Regions from separate parts of the Mus musculus genome. Here regions 1, 2 and 4 are each linked to region 3. The links are chromatin contacts, called in public promoter capture Hi-C maps. All regions are on one chromosome and are shown on one strand. Each heading gives the region's core, a stretch centred on a gene start, on an enhancer-like site or on the middle of the called end of the contact. The rest is flanking DNA. Distances are from core to core; before and after follow the strand shown. Region 1 holds the start of Ube2z (ubiquitin-conjugating enzyme E2Z). Region 2 holds the start of Fam117a (family with sequence similarity 117, member A). Region 3 holds the start of Ankrd40 (ankyrin repeat domain 40). Region 4 holds the start of Zfp652os (zinc finger protein 652, opposite strand).

Evidence for each region. Promoter capture Hi-C pulls out the DNA fragments that hold promoters and counts their contacts.
Region 1: a contact with region 3 is called in a promoter capture Hi-C map of liver, with 4 times the contacts expected there. The contact joins the promoter of Ube2z here to the promoter of Ankrd40 in region 3. A contact is called at or near these places in 2 of 39 promoter capture datasets (hippocampal neurons and liver).
Region 2: a contact with region 3 is called in a promoter capture Hi-C map of liver, with 2.3 times the contacts expected there. The contact joins the promoter of Fam117a here to the promoter of Ankrd40 in region 3. A contact is called at or near these places in 3 of 39 promoter capture datasets (erythroid cells, liver and pre-B cells).
Region 4: a contact with region 3 is called in a promoter capture Hi-C map of liver, with 4 times the contacts expected there. The contact joins the promoter of Zfp652os here to the promoter of Ankrd40 in region 3. A contact is called at or near these places in 3 of 39 promoter capture datasets (hippocampal neurons, liver and pre-B cells) and 1 of 115 datasets of contacts at active chromatin or transcription factors (pancreatic cancer cells).

Annotation. Positions count from the first base shown.
Region 1 is chr11:96,064,071-96,066,951 of GRCm38.p6, reverse strand. Ube2z (ubiquitin-conjugating enzyme E2Z) reads left to right here and starts at 1,588. Exons shown (of 7, transcript NM_172300.3): 1 at 1,588-2,000. The coding sequence starts at 1,678.
Region 2 is chr11:95,335,219-95,338,415 of GRCm38.p6, reverse strand. Fam117a (family with sequence similarity 117, member A) reads right to left here and starts at 1,398. Exons shown (of 8, transcript NM_172543.4): 1 at 1,155-1,398. The coding sequence starts at 1,350.
Region 3 is chr11:94,326,420-94,329,479 of GRCm38.p6, reverse strand. Ankrd40 (ankyrin repeat domain 40) reads right to left here and starts at 1,479. Exons shown (of 5, transcript NM_027799.2): 1 at 1,093-1,479. The coding sequence starts at 1,226.
Region 4 is chr11:95,711,254-95,714,193 of GRCm38.p6, reverse strand. Zfp652os (zinc finger protein 652, opposite strand) reads left to right here and starts at 1,440. Exons shown (of 2, transcript NR_045780.1): 1 at 1,440-1,566.

The DNA.
Region 1 (2,881 bases), core at 339-2,838, 1.7 Mb before region 3:
TAGAGCCCTAGGTACATGCATGTGTGTGTGTAGCAAAAAGGACAACATCTGGAACCAGATGCAGCTTTGCCCCCTGCTCTCAGTGTGATCCTATGTGTGTGACTGACCTTCTGTCTGTCTGTTGTCATTCTGTCACAAAAGGCTAATAACAGTCCTTCTATCACAGAGCTGGTGAGAGGAACAAGTAAAATAAAGCAGATAAACAATGTGTAGCCTTAAGCACTCAATTAATGGCAGCTTCAAAACATAATGTATTCACTATTCCCAGACCCCCGCCCCCAGACCATTTGAGAAAACGCACAAATGTCCAGAACGCAGGCTCTTCACTTGTTGGTTTTTGTGTTTTGAGACAGGGTGTCCCTTTGTTGCCCAGATTGCCTTGAACTCAATTTGTGGCCTCAACTATTTATGTACGATAGTTCCCTCATCATTCCTCAACCTCTCTAGTGCTTAGCTTACGAGCTGTGCCACCACAGGAGCCAGGCTTCTTCGGGAGGAAAAGAAGAAGAAAAAAAAAAAAAAACAAGATCCAAAGTGAGGCTCTGGCTGTTTGTTCTAGAATGAATCTTCATAAATGTACTAAAGTTAATATGAATATTTCATTGGGTGTGGTGGCTTATGCCGGTCATCTCAGCACTAAGAAGGCTGAGGTAAGCAGCTACATATTGGAAACCTTGTCTCAAAAACTATTCATACACTTTGCTATAGAGTATCAATGTGTTTGTTTCGGATGTTGTCTCAGACCAGCTGAAAGGGTTGTGTAAATTCTCAGTCATGCGGTACCTCTGGTTTTCCTACAGTTAGCAAACACACACACAGACTCATATTCCTGTCAGTAGAACAAGGTTAAGGTCTTTTCCCCTTAGTCAGAGTTAATTTTCGTATTACAAATCTCAATATAGTTCTAAGAAATTGAGAATTTCAAACCCGTAACTCCAGGATTAGCGGGTAGAAAAGGTACTGAGCTTGGAATCAAGCCTGATGCTTGACTTCTACCAAGCTGTCAACTTCTGTGTCATTATCTCCAGGGCAATGCCTAGCAACAGCTCCTGGCCTTTAGTATGCCCTTCATAAATAAATATCGAATAAACTCAAATGAGGTGGTCTTTTATTCGCACGTTCTGATTCCGTTCTTCCTCTTAGTCCATCCGCAGTCAGGCGACAATAGTAGTCGATGGGGGAGAAGACCAGACATGATACAGCACAGAGCCGTAGGGATGTGAAGGGCCCTAAACTACTCAAGCTCTTCTTTCGATTGCCCTACAGGGAAGGTGGACCTTAGTCCTACCCTAGGATTGAACATCGATGGTCCCTCCCTTTAAAAGAGAAGCTGTGGGTCTCTCCATCTTCTTTGAACTGTCTTCTCCGACATCAACTCTCCCAACATAAAACCTTTAACCATGGAAGGCTACCAGCATCTCCAGCGGGGCGCAGAATCTGCGCTGGCCTGGAGCGCCAGCTAGTCCGCTAGCCCCCGCCCCCCGCTCTGGAGGACCGTGGGTGGACGCTCTGGCAGCACGCCTCTCGCTGGTCCGGGCGGAGGTGGGCGGAGCCAGCGCCACCCGGGCTGGGGAAGCCGAGGGTGGGGACACTCTGGCCCGGCTCTCGGTGGTGCGGGAGCAGCGGCCGCTCTGGTCGGCGGACGTGCTGCTGAGCAGTCCCGGAAGCGAAGCAGCGATGGCGGAGAGTCCGACTGAGGAGGCGGCGACGGCGACGGCTGGCGCCGGGGCGGCGGGCCCAGGGTCGAGTGGTGTTGCCGGTGTGGTCGGCGTTAGCGGGAGCGGCGGCGGGTTCGGGCCGCCTTTTCTGCCGGATGTGTGGGCGGCGGCGGCGGCGGCGGGCGGGGCCGGGGGACCGGGGAGCGGCCTGGCTCCGCTGCCAGGACTCCCGCCCTCGGCCGCTGCCCACGGGGCCGCGCTGCTTAGCCATTGGGACCCCACGCTCAGCTCGGACTGGGACGGCGAGCGAACCGCGCCACAGTGTCTACTTCGGATTAAGCGGTGAGCCGGGGGTTTTTCCTCCCTCACCCCGGAGCTCCAGGGCTCGACCTTCCCCGCCCCCCACCTTTCCCCATCGGGGCTCTCTCCCGCCTCACGTCTTCCAGGCCCAAACCCTGCGGGCCTCTCTACTGACGGGGGCCTTAAGTGTCGCCCTTTCCCTCCCTCCCGCCCTCTCAGCGCCCGGCCCTACAGCCCAAACAGATCCGCGATTGCCCTCGGGCCTACCCCGCCCCTTAGCGACCTCCGGTGAGCCCTGCAGCTCCGTTCCGGATGCCTTATCCCTACCCCCTCCCGTTCACCCGAAACCTGACCCTTTTGCTCTTCTGTAACGCTCGGTCCCGCCCTTCGCACTTCCCCTCTAACCTACCCCACCAGCTTACCTAAAGGCTGCCCTCAGGCCCCACCCATCAGTTCTCCATCTCTTCTGGAGTCCCCGCTTGGAACATCCTCTACCTGCATTGCCCAGTTGCAGACTCGAGTCAGTCTTCCTTTTTACCTTTCCTTACCTCGTTTCCCCACCATATGGCCCTTTCCACGGGTCTAGAGAGCCTCCCTGACTTTCCAGATCATTTCTTGAACCCCCTTTCCAATCACCCCAAAACTGTCCCTCACACCTGTCCCTGAAACTCTGCGTTCCTACCATCTCTCACTATCACTCTGGATTGTAACATCTTAGTCAAGAACTTTTTTCCTATTATTTACCCCCAAGGTTGTCTGGTTTACTTTTGTAAAGCAGATGTACTCCCTTCAAATACAGGAACAAAAGGCCTAGGGCCTGTCTGTGCTTGTGTCTTGGGTGACCGATCTTAGATCGTATCACTTCATAGATAAATATGTTTTGCAAAAGTGCTCACTTAGTATGGTACCAATTGCATGGCAAA
Region 2 (3,197 bases), core at 149-2,648, 1.0 Mb before region 3:
ATGTCCAAGCTTAGTCATCTGCAGAAAGCACAAGAGACTGGTGTAGGGACTGTCACAGTAGGATGGCAGGGACCATAGCTTCTGTACATTTGGTACAAACTTAGACTTAGGAAGTGTGCAATGATCCTTTCACATCTGGTGTGAATCAAACGCAAACTTCACTTTTAACTTACTGCCAACCTCCTCATGCAAGTAGGTTCCCTTTCCGTTCCAAAGGGCCTGCAATTGTGGGTCCCATCACAGCCTTAAGTGTGAAAGCAAGGTTAAATTTGCTCCACCCTAGTTTCCCCACACCCACCACATCAAGCTGCTATTAAGAAACTGCTTCGGCGCTGTTCAGAAAGTGGGGTATTTAACACAGCATACTTGATTGTAAGCACTCCACTGCCACGTTGGCTGGGAATGCTCAGGGCAAAACACCTTCGGAGGAGGCAAGAAGTAGGATGCAAACTGCCCAACTCCTGTACATAAGCACACACGCACAGAATAACTGGAAAGAGACAGCCATGTTAAGCAAGTCAGAGATATGGGAACATTCAACTTCGGGGCTACCCCGAGAGGAATGTAGAAAATCGGTAACAGAGGTATGTTTGCACCGAAGTAAAAGCCGTTAAACTAACTTATTCCAACGGGCTGAGTTCAAATCATCTCCTGGAAGAAGCATAATGTGAAAGCGCACGTGAAGTGGTGAAGAAAGGAACTCGAGAGCCATAGAGAGAGACGCTGGGGCCAAACTCAAGCAGGAGAAGTAACACATGGCTCCACCCGGCTCTCTTCCATGCCCCTCCCCCTCACTGAGCAGGCGTCCAGCGCCCACCGGTTCTGGCTCCCAGTGAAGCCCTCGACTCCGGACGCCCACAACACTCCTTGCACGCACTCTAGCACTTCTCACACCGCCCGGGCGGACACTTCGGACCACTTTTCGGTTACGCCCCCCCAAAGCTAGCTTCCATCTGCCAGGTCCCTCCCCTCTGGTCCCCGGCCCATGCACCCGGCACCCCGTCCCGGAGTTGCACCGCAGGTTCGCAGCTGCTCGCCTTCGCTCCCTCCGCCCTCGCGAACTCTGAGCGCCCCTTTTTCTCTTCTCTCACCTCCCATCTACTTCTAGTACTCTCCAGCCCGTCGCCCCAGCACCCGCTCCGGACCCGGCTCACCTGCGCGGCCACCCCCGTCCCGGCGCTGGTGAGGCTGCTGCAGCTGGAAGGGGACCGTAGCCCTGAGTGGCTGCAGACCGACCCGGGGGGAGCCAGCGGGCGCCGGTGGAGAGCAGCCCCGCCGGAGACCCCCCGCCCCTCCGCGCCCCGGCCCCCAGGAACCTCCGCCTCGGCCGCCCGCTGCGGCCCCGGACATGGCCCACCCGGCTACCTGCCGCCTCACCCCCACGGCGAGCCCCACACTGCCCCCAACCCCCGCGGCCGCTACTTATCTGCCCTACGGGCGCGGACCGGCCCCCTCGGCCCAGAGTTCTAATTGGCCTACAGAGTCCCAGGACCTCCCCCTCAACCAATCCATGGCGGGGCTCTTCTGTTTCCGAGGATGATTGGTCCATGTGCTCAGCCATCAAGTCAAGACCCCCACCCTCCTGATTTTCTTCTTTTCTTTTTTTTTTTTTTTTTTAATGTCCTTAAGGCTGCCGATTGGACCTTCCAGTAGAGGGCTGGTTCTTCAGCACTGCCAATGAGAAGGTTCAAAGGGGAGGATCGTCACACCCAGTCCCAGGTAGTATGCAAATATATGCCATGTGATGTCAGGCTGTGCAGGGGGCGGGGCTGGATGTGGACTGGAATCAAACACTACTGAAATCTTTAAAGGTGGTAGTGTCAAACTCTAAGCAGTTTCAATGGGACTGAGAATGCCTAACTTCAAAAGCCATTACATTTAGTTTAACTAAAAAACATTAGTTTTCAATTCTCATGAGATTTCACTGCAGCTGACAAACTCCAAACTGAGATTCGATAAATTTATAGAAGGTTTGCCTATCATTTGCATGAGCTTTGCATTAAATTCGTACATTTAATGGCTACCTCGCCTCACATGACACTCATTTGTCTTCTACGTTTCCAAGTCCCTTCCTGAAGCTGGTCCAATCTCAATAAAAACAGCTGTTAGTCTGTAAATTAACTTGAGCCTTTAAAAGGGAGCTGGGAATTTCCCTTCAGAACCATCCATTGTAAGTGTACCTAGCAAAACAAAGTAAATGATAAATCTGATCAAGTTTGATAGTGACTCCACTAGGAAATCTTTGTCTTTCCAGCTCAGTTGCTCTCTGACCTACAAGTCAAAGACCAGATGGTCCCCAAAGAGAATACTGGCAAGCTGTGAAAATTATATGCTATGTATATGTGAACACATTTTCGGAAAAAAGAAAAAGCAGTATTTAAGATACTATTAAAACAATGCATCTCAAAAAAAAAAAATCCATTACTCTTGCTACTTTGTTCTATATATGGAAAAGAAACAGAGCCAATTAACGCTGGACTGTCTGTGAGAAGGGACCATCCAAGTAATTGGATAATTCCCTCTAGATTTATATTTAGTTATGAATTCTAATTTTGACCTTGCTACCGATTTGTCTTTCTATTTCAGTCTCTACCGAGTTTAGTATTTTTTTTAAAGGTATTCCCTTGAAGCCACACTTACTAATCAGAGGAAAGGGAGTAAACTGGGTGTGCGTGCTGCGAGAGTACCTTGGGATCCAATACTGAAAGCAGATAACGCTCAGAGTGGGAATGCAACAGTTGGCTGAATATTAAAATCAGACCAGAACACAGAACATGGAGGCAAAGGAACATACTGTGAAAAGATTTTTCTCTGCAAAGACACTACTTTCATGTTTGAACGATTTGCTTCAAGCTCTGACATATAGATTGTTTGTGATGGAAGAAAATAGTACTCTTTTTTTTCCATGAGGACGACAGTCTTACTAAATGCCTGATAGGGATGAATAAGACCTGGTGGTTGGAATTAAAACTCAGCCATTCTCAGGCTAGCTCAGCTTTAAAAAGTACATCTGATGGCTGGGGATGGAGGTCAGTGGGCCAATACCTGCCTGGAATGCTCAAAGCTTTAGGTTTGATTCCGGCTATGGAGGGAAATGAGGGAAGCAGATTGAATTCTCAATTTCAATTAGCTCAACATTCTCATACACTTCAGATCTCTGCCTTTATCAAGGCGTATTCCACCCCTGGGTCTCACAG
Region 3 (3,060 bases), core at 230-2,729:
GACACTCTCTGGAATTCAAATGATCTCCAGTGCCCTTTCCATTCCAAAATGTATGGCTCGATTTACTGGGGGGTTTAAAATTCAAATTTAACTTTAAACTGGCAAAAGAGGCTAGATAAGCATTACCTGAATTAAAAAAAATTAATTGTAAAATGTCAAAAAAGGGTAGAAAGAAATACCACATTCAGTAACTCGAAACTAAAGATTTAGCCGGGCGTGGTGGCTCACGCCTTTAATCCCAGCACTTGGGAGGCAGAGGCAGGCGAATTTCTAAGTTCGAGGCCAGCCTGGTCTACAAAGTGAGTTCCAGGACAGCCAGGGCTATACAGAGAAACCCTGTCTCGAAAACCAAAAAAAAAAAAAAAAGAAAGAAACTAAAGATTTGTTCATATCTTAAAATGAGACAGACTCTGTATTGGGAAGGAGGCAGATCTGCTAGCCGACTTGTAAAGCCTTGGGTAAATTTCTCTAATTGGAAATTGTACTAAGCAAACAAAACACTCTACAGGGCAGACAAATGAGTCTCCCCTCAACAGGCAGCTGTAGGCAACAGCCAATCACTGTGGCATTAAAACAACTGAGGCAGAATTATTATGCAAGTGGCGAGGGTTTTGTAGTTGTTCCTTTTCTCCTGGTCTTGGCTAAAGAAACCGTGCTGGTTTTTTAAGATTGGCATTTGCTTCGTTGCTTATGCTTTCATCTCTGCACGAAGTGTTCTTCAGAAGCGCCCATGGCAAACTAATTCAAGCTTGATGAAATCCAGAGCAGAGTCGCCGAGAATCAAAGCCTCTATGCATCACCATTTGGGCCAAGTTAGAGCCAGGGGGCGCGCGGGGGGGGGGTGGCGTGGGTGGGCTCCAGTGTCCCGGAGGGCGCTGGCCGCGGTCAACCACAGAAGAAGGTATGGTTTGGGGAGGATGCGCTCCTGACTGCACCAGGCAATGGGAGATCGGGGCCAGTCTCGAAAGGGCCACGACCTGAGAGGCCTGGGGCACCAGGCGTCACCTTCGCCTGCGTCCTGGGTCACGGCTGACTGCTCCACGCCCCGAGCTCGCAGCCCTGAACCCTGGGCCTCCCCCGCTCGCCACTTACCAGCCGTTGACCTCATTTTGCGAGTTCACATCCACCCCGCTCTCCACCAGTTTCTGCACCTCCCGAATGTCCCCCAAGGCCGCCGCCTCCCGCAGCCTCTCCTGCTGCTCCTTCTGCTCTAGGAGGGCGCTCATCTTCCCCAGGGCCCCGGGCCCCGGGCCGCCCCGCCCCGAGCCTGTCAGCGCCGCCGCCGCCTCCGCGGCCGGCTCCCGGCCATGGGGAGGGAGCGCCGGGCTCGCCCGCCCCGCTCGCGCCTCCGCCCGCGCCCGGCCCAGGGCCTCGTGCGCCCGCCCGCCCACCGACAGCTCCCTGGCTGCTCGCGGCCCCGCAGGCCCAGGCCTCCTCCCCCACCGCGCCTCCGAAGGCCGGCTCCGGGGGACCCTATTCGGTGTGACAACATTGACCTAGATACTTTTCGTTCCCACCCGCGGCCCCGCCGCCCCGGCCGGCTGTTTATGTAACCACCGCACTGGATTATCTGCTGTGATTCATGGGCTATTTTTAGAGCTCCCACCCGGCAGCTTCCAGCGAGGAGGACAGACACAGGAATAGTTGCGAGGCGGAGGGATCCGACATTGTCGTTTGAGAGCCAGAAAAGCCTTATCCTCAGGAGCAGGCTGTTTAGCAGGCATTAAAAATAATTGGTGGGTTTCCACCCCCACTCCCCCAAGATTAGTTAGCTCTTTTTTTTTTTTTTTTTTTTCCATCTGAGCCAATTTTTACCCAGCAGGACGGGAAATGGGCTGAAAAGGATCCTACTATAATATGCCCATTATTTGCAGAGATAGATGACACTGTTCTTTCTTATTTTTGTCAGTGCTTGGGACCATTCAGCTAGAATATTTATTTCAGCTGTTACTGTTTTTATTTTACCCTTTATCGGTTTTAGACAGAAATTCTTCCAACTTGGCTTTCATGAAGATTAACATTGATTCTAGTTTATAAAATGCAACTCGTTATAGCTTATAAATTATAATTAATTATTCTGAAAGTCATCTAAGGAAAGACGGAGGGCGGGGCGGGGCGGGGGCGGGCGGGCGGGGGGAGCTCTTTGTCATCCTAGTCCTGATTCCAGGCACTGAGGGTAGAGCTATGGTGTGTTCATAAACAGCCGTGTGCAGTACTCCATGCCTAATCTAGTTAATGAGGCTCAGAGCCTTGGTTGGCACTGTTCTACTACCCAATGGGACAAGCAGAAAATATTGTTTTGCTGAGCTCAGGTGCCTTGGAGAGATCCCTGATGTGGCACTGGTGAGAACTTTGCAGATGGGGTGAAAAGATTAAGGAAAACACCCTGGGGAGGCAGAGAGGAGGGCCTGAACAAAGCCAAGATGAAACAGGAAGGGGTACTTTTAGGTATAGCGTCTTTATTTCCATTCTTCGGGGTTGCCCAGGGCACACAGCATGCATTTGTCTTGTTACTGCTTAAGAAAAAGCAACGTCTGTTTATTATGATACAGTAATTCACACAGTACACACTGCACACCAGGAGTGATGAATATCAACTGACTAAACACTTAAATTGACCCCGGTGGCAAATTGGAACGCGGCTTGAGCCTACACTTGGATTTGTTTCCACAGTTTAAAATTTAATTCTCGGATCCAACATAGTGCTCCATCTGAGGCTGATGGGAATGGCATTGAAACTCAGTCTTTAACACAGTCTGAGGGACAAGAAATAGCAGTCTTTTTTTTTTTAAAGGCAATTTAAAAAGATTGTAGCAGGCTGGTGATTTGGCTTAGTGAAAGAGTACTTACCCAAACAAGGCACAGGGTTTCATCCTCAGAGTGGTAACAAACAAAGTCAAACAGCAGCAATGACATTAAATTAGGTGCGCTCCAAAATTCATGGTTTTTTGTTTGTTAAATTTTCTTTCCTTAAAAGAATTATATCGGGCTAGAGAGATAAGCCAACAGTTAGGAGCATTTGTTGCTTTTGTAAACGAGGCCCAGGATTTGATTCTCAGC
Region 4 (2,940 bases), core at 191-2,690, 1.4 Mb before region 3:
AAGATCCAGGAGGGGAACCAAAGACTGATTGACATCCTGTAGCTTGGTTGTGAAAAAAACATCTTCCTCCAAAGGCACATTCCTTTGATTGGCACAAGCCACTTCTGACAATGGATCCGCAATGACAGGGGCCGTTCCGCAATCAGGAAGTGTGCGAGTGTGCGTGTGCATATATGTGTGTGTGTGTGTGTGTGTGTGTGTGTGTGTGCTCGCGCGTGTTCCTGATGTTGTTGTTGGGGGAGGGATGAGCTAGATGTAATCAAAGACCGGCCCGCTTCAAAGAGGAGCATACAGGATCTTAAATCCTAAAGACTGACTTCGAGGCAAAGCAGAGACATCTATCATTTCTACAATAGTCATCCCTCGACAACGAACATGTTTCATAGAGATGTAACAGGGGTATCCCTCTCTTTGGTGTCTCCGACCTGGGACTCTTTAGTAAAGCCTGATTGGAGGGGTGGACGAAGTGAGGGTGGAGAAAGGTCTGCATCGCCCACTGGGCTGAGTGTGGTGCTGCGGGTGGCGAGTGTACATCACATGCGTGTTATCTCCTGGTGCCACAATACTCTCGAGGGCTGGAGGTTTGGGCGCAACCGCACGGCGGGGGAGGTAGTGGGTGCAAGCCACCAGCTGCAGGGCAAGAGAATGCTCTCCTCAGCCTACTAACCCGTGCACCCCGGCCACCCCGTCAGGCCTCGAGGCGAACCCACTCGCTGCAAAACTGCAGCTAAGCTGGGGAGAGGGGGCGGGGGTACGGAGCCGGCACCCCGGGCCAAGCTGAGAGCGGCAGACGCGCAGCGCCCGGGGCCTGCCCGCCGGATGGGGGCTGCTCCGGCCTAGCGCACGCAGCTGCCTCGGCGCAGGCTCCTCCGGCTCCGCCAGCCCGGCCGGGCGCAGAGGAAACGCGGCTGCCAGGGCGCCGCCGCGGCGGGAGGCGAGAGCGCGGGGAAGGGGCTCCTACTCACCCGGGCCGCCGCCGCCGCCGCCACCGCCACCACCGCCGCTTCGGCGGCCCATCCCCGCGGCGGGGGCCTGTCGCCGCGCCGCGCCGCGTCGCTCCAGTCCCCACCGCCCGCCGTGCCGGCCCCTCCCCCTGCCCAACGTCTGCGCTCTGGGCCGATCCTCAGACCCGGCCTCGGCCGCCGCCGCCGCCGCCGCCGCAGCGCTACGTGGCCGCCGCTCCGACGTCTCGCGACTCCCTTCCGAGCGCGCGAGGCCGAGCGGGGCCGCGGAGCGGGCGGCGCGCGGGGCGGGCGGCGGGGGAGGGGGTGTGCTGTAGGGATGTCGTGCGCGAAGGGGGCAGGGAGGCCGGCGGGAGCGCGCGCGCGCGCACGCCCCTGCACGCGCCCCCCCCTCCCCCCCGCGCGGTCGGGATCCCGACACCTCCCCCCCCTACACACCCCATCCCCGGCTATGGGGGTCGGCGCGCATGCGCGGCCCTCGGCTCGGCCTGGGCGCACCTTTTCTCCCTCCTGCCACAATGTGAGCGCTCAGCCGAGCAGATAACCGCCGGCTGCCTGCTCCACCCCCGGCCCTTGCCCACTCCGCCCACTCCCGAGCGCCCAGGTAAAGTCGTGGGCTGCGCATGCGCGACGCTTAAGGGGGTGGGGGCGTGGTTTTCAAAAGGAAGCCTGAAGGCAGAAGACGAAGTATCTGTGGGCAGGGGGTTTGAGATCCTAAGAAATAAGAAAACGTAAAAGTGCAAAGGGGGGAGAAAGTGGAAAAGTGGGTCAGAGTGAGATTTGGAAGTAGATATCTTTGACTTATGGAATACGGTTCAAAAAGAAAAAAACCCTAATTGCTGGCCACCTTGTTAGTAGAGAGCAGTCAGTGAGTGACAGAAATAGAAGGGGCGACACTTGTAAGAAGTAGCCATCCACCAGACAAATGGGATAGTTGATTACAACTAGGGGGATTTAGAGACCGCCAGTATGGTAAGCAAACAGGATGGACTGCTGGGCTCATCCTGTGGCCAGAAATAGGGAAGTGTGTGCGTGCGTGCGTGTGTCTGTGTGGTCTGTGTGTGTGCGCGCGTGCGCTAGAGTCCCAGAACTGTTGCAAGAAAGGAAGGCTCCATTGGAAGAAGCATGACCACATTATGACTAATTAGCTATTAATCATTAATATAATTAATGGTACTATTAGCTAACAAGGTAGCATTTATCCAAGCTCAGAGCCAAAAGAGAGTGTCTGTAATTGAAAGTGCTTAGTGTACAGGGAGAGGAAATGACTTGGCAAGTGAAGTCTCCATGAAAAAGACCCAAGATGACATCCCTAAGATCAGGATAACCCTTCCCCACCAGAAACCAAACTTCTGAAGGTCTCTACAGCTTGAATGGAGCTCCTAACATTGTTGGTTTTTATTGTTGGGCTCTACTACATTTTTTCTTTCTTTCTTTCTTTCTTTCTTTCTTTCTTTTACATTGTGTGTATGAATGTTTTACCTGGATGTGTGCATGTGCACCTGTGACATTTGATGGATTCCCCTGGAACTGGGGTTATGAGTGGCTTGTAGGACGGGGGGGGGGGGGGCGGCTAGGAATTGAACCCAGGTCCGCTGTAAGAGTAAGAAGAGCTTTTAACTTCTGAGCCATCTCTCCAGCCCTCTTCTTCTAACATTAAGAACATAGGATATTAATGTTCTTCCACAAAAGCTGACCCCCACATCATAGAAACAATTTCCATATAGATGCAGCTAACTTTTTCTCCCAGAACAGCCGGCCATAACCCACTCACCCAAACCTTCGAGGGAATAAAATGACCTGAGTCTGGGACAAAGTTAGGAGCTTGAAGCTTTATAAAGAGCTGACTCTGTCTTTGGCCCCTTCCAAAAACAGGTGTTTGGGTTTTATTGTACTTAGACTCCAGAAGCCAGGAACCAGAGTTGTGGAACTTAGGGCCATGTTTTTCAATAGCGAGCACTTTCAGTAAAGACTAAAA